Linked DNA regions of Mus musculus: region 1 is linked to region 2. Evidence: chromatin contacts called from public HiChIP or PLAC-seq data. All regions are on one chromosome and are shown on one strand. The core of a region is the stretch at or near the end of the contact, and the rest is flanking DNA. Distances in the headings are between cores, read along the strand shown. Region 1 has its middle 13 kb from the start of Nrarp. Region 2 has its middle 11 kb from the start of Entpd2.

Region 1 (3,074 bases), core at 74-2,573, 220 kb after region 2:
TATGTAAGTACACTGTAGCTGTCTTCAGACACACCGGAAGAGGGAGTCAGATCTTGTTACGAATGGTTGTGAGCCACCATGTGGTTGCTGGGATTTGAACTCTGGACCTTCAGAAGAGCAGTCGGGTGCTCTTACCCACTGAGCCATCTCACCCCAGGCCCAGTCTTCTTTACCTCACTGGAAAGCAGACGCTGGGGCCATGGCCCTGTGGTGGGACCCTTTACTCAGTCTTCTCTGGGCTCTTAGGCCTAAGTTGTGGGGGCCAGGGTCTTACAGGTTGGGCCATTCGACTCCCAGGTTTGAAAGCTAGTGGTCTGCCTTGTCTGTGAACAGCATGTGAACCTAGAGCTCTGTACACTTCATGGGTGCTTCAGTCCCTCTGTGGATCAAGTTGTAAGGCCCACGGTCTGGACAATGGGCCATACACAGCCCACAGGTTATCAGCTCCCTTCAAGAGCAGAACACTGTCCCTTACAAATGAAGCCAAGCAACGTGTGAACTATCTTAAAGAAAAGCAAAACAAAACCCAGGCTCTGAGGTAGCCCTGGTTGGCCCTTGCTGTTTAGTTGAGGATACCCTTGAACTTTTGATCTTTCTGTGCAGGGATTACAGAGATGGGGTTTATGCACTGCTTGGTGTGGGGGAGGGGAGGGAGGGGGGAGGATTGTACTGGGGCCGGGCTTTCTGCCTGTTAGGAACACTCCACAGACTAAGCTCCATCTCCAGCCCTGGGGGAAACTTTGTTTTCAGGAGTTCTTATCTAGAAGAAATCTGCACTTGCTAAAACTGGTCAGGCTTTAGGAGCCCCAACCTAGTCAGTGGTCAGCGCAGGCGCAAGACAGTAAGTGTAGGTGGAGACTGGGGCCTCTGAAGACTGAGGCTCTGCTGCCCCGGGCCACTCTTGTCAGAGAAATAAAACAGGGTCTGGGCCACACAGGACGCCTCCTCCCAGGCCTGGCAGGGGCTCCCCCTCTCCACCCAGTTCACAAACGAAATACCCACCCCCCCCCACTTCTTGAGGCCCCGCCCCAGTCCCTGGAACGCCATTCTCTGTGGGCTCTCGCCCCCACCCCCCCCCACCCCGTAGGTCCTCCTTCTCTTCCATCTCCCAAGATTCTAGGGTGCCCTTCTCGCTGGTGCTTTCTCCAAGCCCCGGGGTGCCTTTCTCCCCACAGGTCCCGACTCACTTCTCCCCGGTGTTCCTGGGCACCACCCCCATCCCCCACCCCCGCCCCCTAGTCCTTGCACGGAGCAGGAGGTTCCCAGACGGGGGATGGGCAGCGGCCGTGAGAACGCGCCGGACGGGCAGGCGTGGGAAAGCGGGAGGAGGGGCGCAGGGCGGGCGGGGCGCGCCTGGGAACGGCCCCCGCCCCCGTCACTGCCTTTGAAAGGGCCACTCAGGGCGCCGGCGGGGATTCAAAAGCAAACGGCCGCCACTGCCTTCCCGCCCCAGACGCAGGGGTACCCGTTGCAGGCTGCCCTGTCTTCCACGGGTTGGGCACTACCCATTATGGGTCAGGGGGTGGCCCCCCACCAGGGCCACCACCCACAGCAGGTGGTAGACCCCACATAATCCCTTGCCAGGCAGTTAAGCGGGCAGGGGTCTCAGACTTGAAGTAGGGGACCAGAGAGAGAGAGAGAGACCCACCAAGAATGGCTGAGGATTGTGAGGGGGTGGTGGCATCAAACTATCAGAAGCAGCATACTGATTCACAGGGGCTCGACCAAAGGCAACCACTTGGACCACTCCAGGGCTCCCCCACTGCCCAAGCTGAGTAGGTGTGAGACTAGCAGTATAGAGATTGTCAGCGTAGAGGACATGTGACCAACAGGGGCCTCTCCTTTGCCTTGTTACAAACTCATATCCCGGAGTCCTAGAGAGGCTGTCCTGCTTCCTTAAGGTGGCCATGGACATTTCCTGGGCAGAACTGGCTTGGGAGGGTTCTAGAGACCCCAGATGTACCTGTCAGTGGGCTGTGTCTTTTCTGGGTAGACTCGGGGCCCTGTGCAGGTAGAAGCAGTCTGTGTCTGCCTGTGTCAGGTGTCCATCCAGGTCAGGATGTGCTCCAGTGGCACTGCAGGCCTGGCCTTGTCACCCTCAGCACTCCCCCAGGCCTTTCTTCCTATCCCCCCCCCAACTCACTTCTTTATTTTCAGTCTCAAGGGTTCCTTCCTTTCTTCATCACAGAGTGAAAGCGCCTGAATTCTAGGCTCAGCCACCCAATGAGGGCAATGGGCCTTCTGTGTTGAGCAAGCTCTCTTGGCTTCTGGGATCTCAGCAGTTTGGCTTCACTGGGGATGAGGGAAAGACTGTGCTCAGCCCCTGTGGAGGGCAGATCTTCCTGGTCAGAGGCTCTGAGAGGTCCCAAACTCCCTTCCCTTCCTAGTGTCTAGAGCACAGGGAGGGTGGGGACTTAGGAGCTGGCTTTTGACATTTCTTGCTAGTGGACATTATTTGGGGCACTGATAGGGTCTTCTACTTGATGCCTGCCCTCTTTTCATTTTTGTTTTAAATTTTATGAGAATGGATGTTTTGCCTGCACGTGTACCTGTATCACATGTGCCTGGTGCCCACAGAGACCAGAGGAGGTTCCATGGAATTGGAGTTACAGATGGTTTTGAGTCACCATAAGGGTGGTACTAGGTACTGAACCTAGGTCCTCTAGAAGAGCAACCAGTGCTCTTAGCCTCTGAACTGTCTCTCCTACCCTGCCTACTGAATCTTGTTGTCATCTTGAGACAGGATCTCTCTTTATAGTCTTGGCTGTCCTGGAACTCGCTATGTAGATCAGGTTAGTCTTGAACTTAAGAGATCTGCCTGGCTCTGTCTTCCAAGTGCCCACTGACTCTTACCTCAGCTTGAGGATGGTAGCACGCAGTATAATGGTTCTGAGTGACCATGGGTGAGTCCTGGAAAGGTCACCGGGTCAGAAAGAACCCTCCTAGCTCTGATTTGTTTCTCTTCCCCATTTCTCCACTTCTGAGGCTGACGTTATAACTGTCTCCGTCATGGGTAGCATAGCATGTATGCCTACTGTTGTCAGGGTGGCCCACTTGTCCCAACCGGCCCTCCC
Region 2 (2,962 bases), core at 290-2,789:
GCATTGGCAGGTGGATCTCTGAATTTGAGGCCAGCATGGTCTACAGAGTTCCAGGACAGCCAGGGCAACACAGAGAAACCTTGTCTTGAAAAGCCAAACCAAACCAAACAACAACAAAAAAATCAGAGGCACATGGTCACCACTAAATGTGCATCAACTCACCATCATTCAGGGCCACCACCACACTTGGCTATCTCTTGTGTGTGCTTGCACACCCGTACAGTGACATGGGTCCATTGACTCTGTCTCATACATGAGCAGTCTCAGCTCCTTAAAGACTCCCTGGGTTCCAACTGCTGGCACCGTGTGAGGCCCCAGCACCCATGACCTTCTTCCTGTTTCCATAGTTTTGCCTTTTGCACAATGGTGGAGGGAACCATTCAACACACAGCCTGTTCAGGGGGTTTCTTGCACCTTGACATACATATATATTTGAATTTCCTCCACATCATATCTTTGAATTGTCTACTAGCTCATTTATTTTCACATTTATTCATTTGTTAATGTGCGTGCCTCAGAGCCAGCTCTCTGGAGTTGCCTCTCTCTGCCCACCATCATGTGGGTACCAGGCTCTGAGTTTGACTTTATGTTTTCATGCATGTTTTGAGGCAGCAGTGGATTTTCTTTGTCAATCATTAATGTAATTCACTGGAAAAAAATATTAGAACAGCCTTGTGTTCTTCATGACTAATCAAAGTTGAATGTGGTCGGAGTGGCTACGGGACAGGGACATGTGCTTTCTTTCCTCGCAGAAGAAGAAAACCCTGTTTGGTTTTTATCAGCATTAGGCTAACTTCTTACAGTTACTTTCTGGGAAAAGTGTGCTTAGTATTGGGATCTCTAGTACTTGGATTTATGGCATGATCACCAGTAAAAACATGTGCAGGCCTGACATTTTCTTGGCATAATATTTTAACTACTAAATAATAGTTTATTATTAAATAATAATTTAACCTTTCAGTTTCTTTGGTGGTTATATGGCTAGATCGGTGCTCAATTTCTTCTTGAACATTGATTTTATATTTTTAAGAAATTATCCTCTTTTTTAAAAGATTTATTTTTTTTTATGTATATGAGTACACTGTAGCTGTCTTTAGACACACCAGAAGAGGGCATCGGATCCCATTACAGACAGTTGTGAGCCACCATGTGGTTGCTGAGAATTGAACTCAGGACCTCTGGAAGAGCAGCCAGTGCTCTTAACCACTGAGCCATCTCTCCAGCCAAGAAGTTATCCTTTTGAAATGGATTGTTACTTGCCTGGTGCCTAAGGAGGCTAGAGGGCTTTTGGAGCCCTTGAGATTGCTGTTCTGGACAGTTGTGAGCCACCATGTGGTTCTTTGGAAGTTGCTAGTGCTCTTAACTGCTGAGCCATCTCTCCAGGTCCCCTCTTTCATTTTTAAATGATCCCGTACGCATGGGTTCCAGAGACAATGCCTCTTGGCCCTCTGATGCCTCACTGGTGCCGGTATCTCATGCAACTAGAGGACAAGAGTGACCAAGAGACTAAGGAGCTTGTTTGTCACCAGTCATGACAAGTGCGTGCACAGCTCTTATCACAGGACAGCCTTGTGTAAATATTGCCTGCCTCACTGTGACAGTCAACCACCCCGTGACTAAAAGGCCTCTCTCACCAACCTTTCTAGCTAAGCCCAGGCCATCTCTTGCTCTTAACTCCTGATCCCTTTATGTCTAACCATGTTATTTCATGATGGTTGCATAAATGGAGTAATGCATATAACAGTAACCAATACTGTGATGGATAGATTTAGGTCAACGTGACACTAACTATAGTCAACTGAGAAGAGGAAACTTCTATTGAGAAAATACCTTCATTAAGATTGGGCTGTGGGCAACCAGGGCAAGATAGCAAATGCCTTTAGTCCCAGAAATCTGGAGTCAGATCTCTGAGTTCAAGGCCATCCTGGTCTACAAAGTAAGTTAGTTAGTTACAAGACAGCCAGGGCTACAAAGAGAAACCCAATCTCAAAAACCAACCAAACCAAACCAAACCAAACAAACAACAAAACAAAACCCCCAACAACAAGGAGACACTCTCCAGAACAGCCAGACCACCTTATGGAGGAAACTATTTGTCAGAAGCTCACAAAGGCAGAGAGAGGCTACAAATGTAACCTCCTCAAAGCAGGTCTACAGCTGGACAACATAATGTTGCAACTTTGAGCTCAGAGGCCATCTAGAAGCAAGGCTTGTTCCCCTCTGGGAGTCTTATCTTTTAAGACCATGGTCCTAGTAGATGACAGTCACTCACTCATGTGATAGAGGACACTGTGCTTTACCTAGAGTCCACTGATTTAAATATTAATTTGGTATTAATATTAAAGCAGTATTTGACCAAATAACTGGATACCCTAATATAGTCAAGTTGACAAGCAATTAAAACCATCATATATAGAATATGAAGTTTAGTGAGTTTATTTTTCATTTAAATTACTTTATTACTATTACTATTATTATTAATTGTGTGTATATATATAACAGGGTACACGTGTGCCACAGTGCATTTGTGGAGGTCAGAGGACAACTTGGTGAAATTGGTTCTTTTACACCTTACACAGGTTCTGGTGTTGAAGCTAAGGCAGTTCGGTGTGAGAAGCAAGCAAGAATCAGGTCAGCAGGCTTGCACAAAAAAAAATACCCTCAACCACGGAGCTGAATTTTAGTCTTTAAAGCAATTACCAAACTATTCTGCATGGTTGCAGCTGGCTCTGGGAACTGAGGATTTCTGAAAAGTGACGCCACGTGCACAGCTGCGTGTGAATGACAGAGCTGCTCTGCTTCCTCACCAGCGTGCCACCTGACCAGTGTGCCACCTGACCAGGGTGCTTTGGTTTTGCTAGTCTCAGTCAGGGCTTTTGTGTGGCTCACTTCTTCCCGAGCACAAGTGTCTGTCTGTCTGCGCATCCTCCTTGGAGGGACAGCTATGCCCACTGAATGCCCC

Evidence for each region. HiChIP or PLAC-seq counts read pairs in DNA pulled down with a chosen protein or histone mark.
Region 1: a contact with region 2 is called in a FOXA1 HiChIP or PLAC-seq map of pancreatic cancer cells. The contact joins two enhancer-like sites. A contact is called at or near these places in 4 of 39 promoter capture datasets (the SN4741 cell line, embryonic stem cells, liver and 1 more), 1 of 484 Hi-C or Micro-C datasets (group 2 innate lymphoid cells), 5 of 115 datasets of contacts at active chromatin or transcription factors (the SCID.adh cell line, embryonic stem cells, large pre-B cells and 1 more) and 3 of 9 other capture datasets (adipose tissue, liver and pancreatic islet).

What each region holds. Positions count from the first base shown.
Region 1 is chr2:25,166,395-25,169,468 of GRCm38.p6, reverse strand. No RefSeq gene overlaps it. Among named protein-coding and RNA genes, the nearest start is that of Nrarp, 13 kb to the left of the region's middle. Within about 2 kb of position 1,323, at least 171 of the 459 cell types and tissues checked have an H3K27ac peak or open chromatin away from gene starts, as enhancers often do. A contact at or near this core is called in pancreatic cancer cells and pancreatic islet, where this site is marked.
Region 2 is chr2:25,383,293-25,386,254 of GRCm38.p6, reverse strand. No RefSeq gene overlaps it. Among named protein-coding and RNA genes, the nearest start is that of Entpd2, 11 kb to the left of the region's middle. Within about 2 kb of position 1,539, at least 15 of the 459 cell types and tissues checked have an H3K27ac peak or open chromatin away from gene starts, as enhancers often do. A contact at or near this core is called in pancreatic cancer cells and pancreatic islet, where this site is marked.